2 separate regions of the Mus musculus genome follow, and region 2 is linked to region 1. Evidence: chromatin contacts called from public HiChIP or PLAC-seq data. All regions are on one chromosome and are shown on one strand. The core of a region is the stretch at or near the end of the contact, and the rest is flanking DNA. Distances in the headings are between cores, read along the strand shown.

Region 1 (5,920 bases), core at 2,653-5,152:
TAAATATTTTTCCTGTGATCTCCTTTGCTCATAATTCTAATTTAGTGTCTATTCTGTTTGCTAGACAGTTAGCCAGACACTTCTCTGGTGATAGTCTTGCAGGGCTATTTAGCCTCTTACCTTTCAGAACGTTGTGAATTCAACCAAGCACAATACACTTGTGCCCCATTTTACCCTTTGGTCCTGCTGCCTTTTAACTGACATTACTGTACATTTCTGCTGTGGCCACTGGGCAGTTCTGGGGCCATTTGAGAGCTGGTTGTTGTTTACATGGATGCCTACATTAGAATCACAGCCTGGGTTGTTGCAGTGCAGTCTGTTACAAGTAGTAGACTGTCTCCAAATATGATGACACTGTTAACTGTTTGAGATCAGATCCTGAGTTCCAGGATACAGTGGCTTTAGCAGCTTTAAGATGTGCCATTTAACCCATCCCTTCATAACTGTTGGGCCTCTATCCTAGAAAGTGGCAGAAGAGTGTCCAGAGGAACAGAAATGCAAAACAAACAAACAAGCAAGCACTGAACAACTCAACAGTTAACTATGGAGCGTGCAGGTGTGCTGGGAGATCTTGCAAAGCCATTAACCTCAAGAGGAGGACTATGTGGTGGGGCGTGTTTCGTACTGCTTTTCATGATACCAGTTCATGCTTAGCAAAATTGCTTCTTTTAGCAGCTGTAAAGACTCTTGACTAGAGATGTCAAGCAAACTCTATGCATCACTTTGGACACATGCCCAGCAGCCAGTAAGAAAGGTGAAAGTCAGAGTAATGAGAGAACAAAGGAGTTGGGGAAAGCTGTCGATCCAGAGGTCAGACATTGCCAGAGAATCAGAGCCCAGCTTGTTTCCACTGGCCTGCTCTGTTACCTGTGCTTTGGATTTGAGCACAAAGTGGTTCTTGGTGGGGCTGAGTGTGGTGTGACGAAATCTTGTATGCAGAGCTACTGAAAGCCGGCCAGGTGAAGTTAAGGAGCACCCCTCGAAGCTTGTCTTGGTCTGTTTCATGCTGCAATTCTGGACTAGAGCAGATGGGGATATTTATCATCACATAAGGAAACTTATTCATGTATAATTCTGGAGAGTGCAGGGCAGAGGCATAGTATCTGCTGGTAGGTAGTAGCCTTGTAACTGCTGGTAGGTAGTAGCCTTGTAACTGCTGGTAGGTAGTTCGTTTTGTTGGGTTGACTCAGGGTGGATGGGGCAAGGAAAAGAGGGTAGAAGGGAACACACACAAAACAACAGAGAGTAAAGGGTGGTGGGTATCTTCCTACATTTATTTATTTTTATTTTACTTGTTTGTATTTTCACCTGCACATGGAGCATAGAAGGGGCATTAGATTCTCTGAACTGAAGTTACACATGGTTGTGAAATACCACAATTCCCCATGGGTTCCGAGCCACCTCTCTGGCCCCTGTCTCTGTTTTATAAAATTACTTCTAACTAACTCGCCATCAAGACAGGGTGTTAGTTTTTTCAGTAGTCCTCTCCCAACACCTTTGCACTGGACCCCAGCTTCCATCATGTTAACTCTTTTGGCATGTTCAAATTGCCGAAGGCATACTGCCCAGTGGAAGAGGGATAGTCCAGAAACAGAGAGGATTCTGATCTGGAAGAGGGAATGCGTATCAGTTGGGAAATTAGTAGAAAGATGGGCAGCCATTGAGTTTGTTAGAATCAGAATGGGGCTTTTGAGGGCTGGGGATGAACACAAAGGCTAAGTCACTAGCACTGCACAAATCCTGGAATCCCAGCATTCAGGAGCTGGAGGATGGGGGACCAGAAGTTCAAGTTCATTTTGGCTACATAGTGAATTCCAAGCCAGCCCAGGAAGGCTCAAAAGAACTGGGTGTTGCATCTTAGTTTATGTCTGAGTCTCTCCTACAGATTGACATTCTGTGCATCTTTATAGAGTATGGAGCTCAACAGTAAATCTTTAGTTTTGCTTTCCTTTCATTTCATACTACAAAGTGAAATTTTTATTTTGGTAGGCAATCAATACCCGAAGTTTCGGTTGTGTTTGTTTACTTCGGTTGAATTGTAAATAGACTGCCGTTTCTCCTTTCCCAAGACTGGAAAAGCTGGCATAGGACTGTTCAATATGGAGCTATTTAATCATGAACGTTCACTTTCCTCTCTCAGTAGCTGTGTGAAGGTGCTGGGTCATACTGATAGTGAGGGTGTGAAGGCAGTGCTTTAGTGTGAGTGGTGTGAATGGTACAAGTAAGGACTTAATGGTAGCATTCAAGGAACCGGCCAGTGGGTGGGGGAAGATGCTTAAAGTCAGGCCTTTGATTTTGTTGCCCACCCAGAGTTAGAGCTGTTCTTGGCATTGAGACTTGGCTAACTGTTAGGACCCCTCCCCCGCTTTTCTGAGCCGGCTGTTGTAGAGGTTACATAATTATCTCTTATTCTATACGATGTTTGAAGGCCTGGTTGTTTCCTTCCCAGTATTTCATCAGAAGATCTACAGAAAATGATGTTTTTACAATGTGGTGGATTTTCGGAGGGCCCCCCCCCCAACATCATCAATTTCATGAGTTGATTATCTGAGAAAATACCTTGGCCAGAAGAGCCTGAGGTTTATGCTCTCCCAACTTTCTTCTCTCTCGCTTCCTTTGGCTTTTATGTGAGACAGAAGTGTGTCAGTTCTGGTGGAGTGAGTAATGGGCAAACCCCATGGTTCCCTTGCCTTGCATTTCCACTTCTGTGCTTATGATATCCTAGTCTCCACATGGAATTCATATATGAGTTGGAGAGAGAGAGAGCAAACTGCAGAGCTGATGGCTCTGTAGTTAAGAGCCTTGCAGATCTGCTGTCGATAATCCCAGTCCATTTCATTGCACCCACATCTATGGACTCAAAACCACCTGTAACAGCTCCTGGGAATTCTGTGCCTATTCTGGCTTCAGAGGAGTCTGCACACACTGCATACATACATACACACACACACACACACATAAAATGAAGGGGAAAGAAAGCAAAATTAGCTTTACTGGAGCCTCAGGTAGAAAGTATAGCTTTAGTTTGTGCAGACACTCCTGCATTCACCATAAATTAAATATTTTGTAAGTGGGAAATGCATGTAACTCACTGGACTTCTATCTTGGTTCTATACATAGAGTGTCACTCCCCTTTGGTGATCACTCAGGCAGCTGTGGAACGTGTTCCCTGCCCCTGCCCAGCATCACGTGTCTTGCTGAGTGTCTTACTAGCTTAACATATATAATTTCCAGTGTTAGTTCTACTGAACACATACTGTTTTGTACCATTGTGAAGCTGATACATTGTAGGTCAGGGCTGTCTCAGATCTATAGATATGCATGTGTTTTACATATATCTATAGTTAAGTTATTTTGGAATAATTAGATACGTAGGAAAGTGAAGAGGTTATGCAGAGGCCAAGCTGTCTCCATAATAGTCCATATTACCTGCTTAGCGCATGATTTTGAAATGTTTTTGTGCATAGACCTCTATGGCCTCAAGAGTGGCTCTTTCCACACAGCACAACCCTCTGCTGTGCTGTAAGTCTTTGGACGAGCTTTCTTGTGCAATGGGCACCCCTGACCTTTTCACTTTCTGGGGAAAGCTTTGACTATTTCTGTTTTAGGGCTTCTGTAAACTCAGTTCTTAGCCCTCTTTGGGATAAATGCTCATGTGTCTACTATTGCTGAGCTGACTGGCAAATGTTTGAATGTTAGGTTTTTAAAGAAAATGCATCTTCTATAGAGATGGTTTTCTATTCACCCTACTGTTGCATTCATGATTGTGACCCACCTGTCGGCAGCTTGTCCCTAACCCTTGCCACCAGATTCTTGTTTTGTTCTATCTATTCTGAGGGACGTACAGTGATGTTCCCTGGCGGCCCCAATGTGTATTTGTCCAGGGCACAGGTTGAGTGCACTATTACATTCTCTTCCGTGTAGCTTGCCAGCTTTCTTACTTGTCCTACCCCGGCTCTTGTGAGACAAGGTTTAGCCTTGAACTTGCTATGAAGCTGAGAACGACTTCACCTCTCAAGTGCCTGGATTACAGATGTGCACCACCCACTTGTGTGTGGGAGGGGTGGGGGGTATTCTTGTTTACGTCACTCCCCACCCACTGTTGATCTTGAGAGTTACACGCAAAGTCTAGATGGTAGTCTTATGATTTTTATTTTTCTCATTATGAGAGCTTCCTACTTGAGCACCAGCACCTTTCTCTGAGCAAACCACACTTGTGATGAAACTCTGTTCATGCTTCTATTGATTTACATTAAAAATAAAAATCCCCCAAACCAGCTTAGTGGTGGTGGTGCACCCCTTTAATGCATTTGGGAGGCAGAGGTAGGTGGGTCTCTGAATTTAATACCAGCTGGTCAACAGAGTGAGTTCCAGAACAGCCAAGGCTACACAGATAAGCCTGTCTGAAAAACAAACAAACAGACTCAGAAGGGCCATCCTCAGTCTCCTGCCCAGAGACTTTTCTCCTTAATTGTTCCAAAAATCGTTCGTGTCCCACCTCTAAATCTCAGTACATTTTGAATTTCCTTTCTGTGTGAGCCATGAGGCCGCCATGAGATTTCCCCGCCTTGTTTTAATCCTTGGATGTGCAGTTGCTGCAGCACCATCATTTATGGAGACATGTCTCCTTGCTCCCTGGAATGGCTTTTGTGCCATTGTGAAAAACAGTACAGTCAAGTGGCCAAACTGTGTGGCTCTTTGTGGGCTGCACGCTCTGTTCCATCCGTCCGCACGCTCACGCCATGCGGTCTGCATTACCTTAGCTATGGAACAGCTTAGAGTAATTTCCTTCTTCCTTCTCTTTGATGGCGTTTCCTTTGAAGACTTGCTTCCTTAACCCCACCTCCTTCTGTTTTATTTTTACCTGGGAGGACCACTGTGCTCCTTGAAAATGACCTCCCTGCTCTCCCAGAAACCCTCTCTTTCAAGTGCCTGGTTTCCTGAAGGCCAATTCCAAAGGGCTGGAAATGTCTGCTTATCAACTCTTTGGCTTTTTTCTTTGTCTGGAATCTAGTGTTGAGCTGGATCCCAAGGCTCTGCAAAGGAGCCGGTGCTTTGATCCTTGAGTTTGCATGGGCTCCTGGGGCCAGGACTGTGGGTTAGTCACAATATAGATAACAATTTAGGCACCATGGTGTGGGGTGCTAGTTGTGGGGGAGACTGGATGTTTGTGACCGCCTGGGGTGCCTGATAGGGGACACATCTTCCCACTTTTCATTTAACTTCTCTGGTGTCCTCTCCGTCTGTGACCCTGTCACTCTAACTGTGCCTGGCATGACACTTCCGGATCCATTCAAGTCCCATTAGTGTGGTTTCTGTGGAGTAGCACCACCTTTGTCTTTTCTGTGTATCGCTCACCCGCCTCTTGCCAGCGCAAGGTCTCTTGGATTTTAGCCCACTGGGATTTTTCTCACTACGGATGGAGATGTGTTTGGGTATTTGGTTGAAAAAACTTAGAATTTAGTTGTCAGAGAATCATCATCACTGGGGAAAATAGCTTTCTCTGTACCAGAGGAGCATATCAGATCAGATCTTGATTGAGAATTTACATGTTTATTTTCTTTTATGTGCACATGTATGTATGTGTGTGTGTGTGTGTGTGTGTGTTTGTGTGTGTGTGTGAAGGTTGATGTTAGGTGTTCTTCCCAGAGTCTCTCACTGGACTAGAACTCACTGATTTGGCTGAGTTGGCTGACCAGTGAACCAGGGCTCTCCGTGACCTGTACTTTCGCCTCTGCATTTGGACTGCAGGCGTAAGCCACTGTGCCTGGCATTATGGCCGTTCAGGATATCCATCCAGGGCCTCATGCTTGTGTGACAAGCCATCTTCCTAGCCAAATGACAATTTATTATTATTGTTGTTGTTATTGAGACAACAGTTCGGCTCTCTTGGAACTTCTCTGTAGACTAGGCTGGCCTT
Region 2 (5,673 bases), core at 2,920-5,419, 410 kb after region 1:
TGAGGTCTTTTGGTTTGTTTGTTTGTTTGTTTGTTTGCTGTAGCAGTTGTCTCATTTCGTTCCAAGCTTTCTGTACTCATTATCAGTTCATAGGGGCTACACAGAGAAGGCCAGGCTGGTAAATAAGGCAAGATTGGGATGGGGTTTCCTGCAGGGCATGCCAGTCGTCACTGTCAGGGAGTTCTGACTCCTTGGAAGCAGGGAGGGACTGCTGCACCTAGCTGATTGGGGAACCTTGCCCTCTCCACCACACATCTGGGACTTGCTGCCTTGTTTTCTGAGGCCTTCTTGCCACCAGATGCCAGTGCATCTGAGGAAAGGCCTGGGCTGGGGGCTGGGGTTTGAGCTGTGTGTCTGAGGCATGATACTGACATTCTCTGAGGACCTTCTCACCTCTCTTCCCAAACAGAGAAGGAGACTTTCCTGGATCCTTTCATTCTCCGAGACCTCCTGCCCGCATCCCTGGGGAGTTATTACAGGTACACAGGCTCCTTGACTACGCCACCCTGTAGTGAAATAGTGGAGTGGATTGTCTTCCGGAGGCCCGTTCCCATCTCCTATCACCAGGTAAGCAGTCTGCTCTCATTTGTGCTTTCTGTCTTGACTAGGTTTGTGTTGAGTATTTACTGTTGCTAGATATGGTTAATATGGGTTTTTGTTTAACTCTGCTTTTTATTGATTTCTTTACTGTTTCCAACATATAGTTTTAAATCCAAGAATAGCAGAATATAAAATAGGATTTCTCAATGCTCTTCTTCTGGGTATAACATAGCCAGTTTAATCAGGATCCCATAACATCCACGGCTTCAAGCACTGTGTCTGCACTGACTGGGCCTATCAGCAGTCAGTCATGGATCCAGGAGAGGTTTAGAGGGTCCCGCCCATCGTACTGAAGCATTGGCTGCTGATGGATTCTGGAGATAGGACAGTCAATGTATTCAGCCCTGCAAGGAGCTCAGCTCAAGAAACAGTTCCAAACCCATGGTCACAGAGAGAGTCCTGGCTAAACTCAGTGGCTTTAAAGTAAATAGGTAAAAAGAAAGGAATGTGGCAAAGGAATCTGTAGGGAGGAGAGAGAATACTAGGGATGAAAGTGATACTAGAGAGTATGCAGGGTTACAATATTCAGAATCCATATTATGCACGTATGAGCATGTCAAAGAACAAATTCTGTAAAACAATTCTATAAACAATAAGCTTTAGACTTGGAAAAAATATTTCTCAGATGAAGATTACCCAACTGAGAATTGCAGACATGAAGTGAGGTATTGCTTGGGATTTGGTCTTGAGGAAATAATAGCTAGTCCACAGTGGTAGCTTGTGTCCGAGGCATATCAGTTCCTCCTGTGTGATTCTCCAGTCATGGTCTTAGGTCAGTATTGTTTATACACTATTTTATGGTAGCAATGAAGAGAGTGTGGAATGTAGGTGCCTTCAAGGATTGATCACACATCTGGGAATCAAGCCACATGTCTATCTTCAGGATCATAGTCTGAGCACTCGGCCTACAACAGTTGAGAAAAGAGATCCGTATGCACAAAGTGGAGCAAACCACCTCCCTGCCTGGGCTTTCCAACCCCACTCCTCCTCACTGTCAGAATATCCAGACAGTCAATGGGAAGGACAGAAGTTTCCCTTTGACGCAGTTCCTGAGGGTTTAGTCCCTGCTTGTCTGGATTCACTGCTCTGGTCCTGGGAGGCAAGATGTGATGAGCTGGGAGCAGCAGGCAGCAAGAACAAGTGGGGACAGGATATCAAAGCAGTATTACTTGTGACCTCCCTGGGGCAAGCCTTAGAGAAATTGGCATCCACTTGATCCTGTCTCCCATTTCTCAGTAGTGCCACCAGCTGGGACATGGTACATGTGAGCTTTCCTGGGCACTGAATATCTAAGGCAATCAAGCTGTTTCGGAACAGGCTCCTTACATGTATCAACTGGATCAGTGATGCAAAAGCATTAAGAGATAGATGGTGCCCTAGCATGGCCCACACAGGGCATCAGGGTATGGACGGAGGCATTGGGTGCTGTACGGGGACCCGCAGTTTTCATATAAGATCACAAACCAAGTGTTTCTAACCCACTGCTGCCCTCCTTTCTTCTGACTTGGGTCTGAGATGGCCTCCTTGAAAGGTAGGATTCAGGCCAAGCAGTTAATCACAGGAAGAAACTGGTAAAACTGGAGTGGTATTGGTACCCTGGCTGAGGAGTCAGCCACTTGTGGCCTGAGGGCCCTTCAGCTGCCCCCTGAGCAGTGACAGAATAAAGGAGCACGTTTTGGAAAGTACACGTTCTTTATCAAGAGTTCAGCCTACAGACTGTAAAGGAGTTAGTGGGAAAGCCGATTGCAGCTACACCTAATGACATGAGTTCAGTCCCCAGGGTCCATGTGATGAAAGGAGAGAAGCAACTCCCACACACTGGCCACTGCCTCCACATGCACAGCCCTTCAGAGTAAACAAGTAAATGTAATCTTAAAAAAGACCTCGGCTTGCACTGGGAAAAAATAGTAAGAGGCCTTATGTGTAGGGCCAAGAGCAATGGATAAGATAGAAAGATACTAGGAAGGAGCCACTAACCAGCACTATCTGAAGTGAGGGATTCCTGTAAGGCTCTTCTGTTTATATGGCCCCTTCCCTACCCAGCCAAACTTACAGCTTTAGGAAACAGTGGGGGGGGGGGAGTTCTAGAATAGAGTAACAATACCAGTACTTAACTAAGAACATAGGTAATAAAGCTTTGATCTTGGGGGATGGTCCAGAGATTCTCCTAAGCAAGGCAGAGGGTAGAGAATAGGGAGTAGTCAGTCAGATGATGCTCTGCTTGGACATTGTCGTGGCTACAGCAAACAGAGATGACCACTTCAGTACATCCAAGCAGACAGTGTACCTGGAGAAGCAATAGTCAGGGTGTTTCAAGGTGAGGCTGTGTGAGCCTTCCTGCACTGGACTGACTTCTAACTAGACAGTGAAGCCTGGTGTTTCATCTGTCTTGCATCCAGAGGTCTCTCCAATCAGAAAGCTTCTTACATGGCTTTGGAACTGACCTTGTACTCTGGCAGAGCTCAGCTCCCTGCTTGTTTGGTCTGGTTCCATGGTCCACTATGATCGCACTAGTCCTAGTTGACCCTTGAGGTCAAGAGCTGTCAATAGCTGGCTAAAGCCAGTTCTTCTATCAAGAAAGGATTCCTGAAGATGTTTCTGAGAACTCAGCCAACCAAAGTCTGGCCTTGTGTCACATGCCCATCCTTAAACAAATCAGAGGAGATGCTGAGTAGTGCCCAAAGACATCCAGTGTTGACCTTTCTCGGGTTACATGGAGCAGGAACTGTAGAAGGAGACCAGGCAGGGCAGCCCTTTATCCTCTGGGCAAAGCTAGGTGGCATGGTGCCAGGCTATTCTGAATTTTTCTGCTGAGAGCAGTCATTTTCCTTTGAGCATGTTTTTCTTTTTAATTCACACTCTGACAGAAAAGGTAGGGCTAGCAATTTGGTTCCTGAACAGGATCTGCCAGCTGTGAGGAGAAAATGAAATAGAGACGAATTTTCTTCCTAATGGCGAAGCCAACATTGTTTTGTTTTTAAAGAAATTAGTCCAAATATTTATTTCTGTAGGGTTGAGGAAAAAGTGTAGTTGATTTTCAAAAGGGTTCTTTTTTTTTACTTAAGATAAATGCTTCTGTCTTCAAATATTTAAATGCTTGAGCTATTGAAATTAAGATTTGCCCACTTTTTTTTTTCTTCTTCTTCTTGTAGTGAGGGGTGGACGTTGGCGAGCTCAGGGATTTGAAGGCCATCAACATACTGTGTTGTTTTGGCAGCTACAGCTATCTAATAGACTCCAATAAAACACACACTTTCGAGGAGTGGATGTCTGCAGAAGTGTTTGTGGATTCCAAGCATTTTGACATTTGGAAACTGGAGCTTTTAGAAAGTGCTTTGTCATGCCTTTGTGCTTGTCAGCGCTCTAGAGCAAGGACACAAGGAGAAGAATGCAGGTGTTTGCCTTCCCTGGAAGGGACCAAACAGAGAAAAAGAACCCCGACTTGCTTTCTAATTCATTACAAGCTGCCTGCAGAGGGCTGCACTTTTATCAGACCCTGCACCCTACATTGCTGTTTATTCCCAGGGAAGGGACAGGTTCCTGTTTCTGTGGCTTCACTGGCTCCTTGCTAGCCATCGTACAGAGGCCGCAGTTGCATCACACACACACCCCGCCACACACAGACACCACACCCCAGGAGAAAAGTGTCCATCTATGTATTAATGCTTCAAAACTTCAGATTCCAGTGTTCTTTCTGAAGCTAGCAGAGAGCACTGATTTCAGGGGCACAAGGGCCAATTTGGAAAAGCTGAGTGGTTAGGAATTCCACAACTGCCTCTGTCAGAAAAAAAACAGCCCAGTATTTCAGGTCCTGGTCCGCTGTTTCTCAGAAGCCTCCCTCTCTTATCTTTTCTCTCATCAGTAAGGGCAAGCAGTGAGCAAGTGAGGTCTCTGTAAGTTGTGCCGATCAACCCAGTCGTCGGAGCTGGGGAGATGGATTTCCTTAAAGGCTTTCAGGGCACACAAGCAGGTTCTTAACTTGCCTCTTTTACTCTTCCCTGTGAACCTACACTGGCATTCTAACCAGCTCTTAGCCAGTGACCTTGGCCTCTCTCTTGTATGATAATGTAGATTCAAATGTGTTCAGTTTGGGTGGAGTCTAGACACCTGGGCTGACCAGTAGTCAGTATAGGTTATGAGACTCCAGTCGACATCCATCGTAAATACTAGGCAAAGCCATGGGCCTGGGAAGAAATGTGATTCAACAGTAAAAACACTCGCTGCACAAGCATGAGAATCAAAGTTTGCATCTCTGGAAACAAAAATACTGAGTGAGTGCAGTGGCCCGCTTGTAATTAGCAACCATGTAAGGCTGGAACAGGCCGTCCTCAGGCAAGCTGGTCCTCAAAACTAGCTATACTTGGGGTTTGACTGAGGGAGATTGTCCTGGTGAGTATGATGCAAAGAGATAGAGAATGATCAATGCCTGACATCAGCCTCAGATTCCCCAGTGAGTGGGTATGCACACACGCACACACACACACACACACACACACACACACACATCAGGGGATAAGAGGAGAGAAAATGGGAAATAAAATGCTGCCATCTCCTTATCATCCATACAGAATTGCAGCCTGGGTCTGGCAGTACCAAGGAATGGAAGTAGTGCCTGGAGTCAGGTGTCTGCAGTCTTTCCTTAAGCGTCCATACATATGTATATCTTGTTCAGCACTTTCTCTGGAGCTGAGTCCAGAAGGCATTATTCTAATGTGGATTCAGTTCATCCTGCAGGAGAATTTTACAAACGCTGCTTCTTTGCCCATTGTCACCACTGGAGTGGATCCTCCTATCCATTAAAATGCGGCATTACCTATGGTTTTTCTCCAGCATGATCTTGTCTTAATAGTTAAATTTTATATGTGTGGGTATTTTGCCTACACATATGTCTCTGTACTAGACGAACAGGATTCCTAGTACCTGGGAAAACCAGAAGATGGCAATGAATCTCCTCGAACTGGAGTTACAGACTAGAATGAGACACTGGGTGTGCTCGGAATTGAACTCAGGACCTCTGTAAGGGTGATGAGTGCTCTTAACCACTGAGCCATCCCTCCAGCCCTTTACCATGAG

Evidence for each region. HiChIP or PLAC-seq counts read pairs in DNA pulled down with a chosen protein or histone mark.
Region 2: a contact with region 1 is called in an H3K27ac HiChIP or PLAC-seq map of embryonic stem cells, with 12 read pairs. The contact joins two enhancer-like sites. A contact is called at or near these places in 6 of 115 datasets of contacts at active chromatin or transcription factors (embryonic stem cells and hepatocytes) and 1 of 9 other capture datasets (embryonic stem cells).

What each region holds. Positions count from the first base shown.
Region 1 is chr14:11,698,174-11,704,093 of GRCm38.p6, forward strand. The region is part of intron 1 of Ptprg (protein tyrosine phosphatase, receptor type, G); the gene reads left to right. Among named protein-coding and RNA genes, the nearest start is that of Gm52128, 130 kb to the left of the region's middle. Within about 2 kb of position 3,903, at least 22 of the 459 cell types and tissues checked have an H3K27ac peak or open chromatin away from gene starts, as enhancers often do. A contact at or near this core is called in embryonic stem cells and hepatocytes, where this site is marked.
Region 2 is chr14:12,109,567-12,115,239 of GRCm38.p6, forward strand. Ptprg (protein tyrosine phosphatase, receptor type, G) reads left to right here. Exons shown (of 30, transcript NM_008981.3): 7 at 410-567. Among named protein-coding and RNA genes, the nearest start is that of 3830406C13Rik, 170 kb to the right of the region's middle. Within about 2 kb of position 4,170, at least 27 of the 459 cell types and tissues checked have an H3K27ac peak or open chromatin away from gene starts, as enhancers often do. A contact at or near this core is called in embryonic stem cells and hepatocytes, where this site is marked.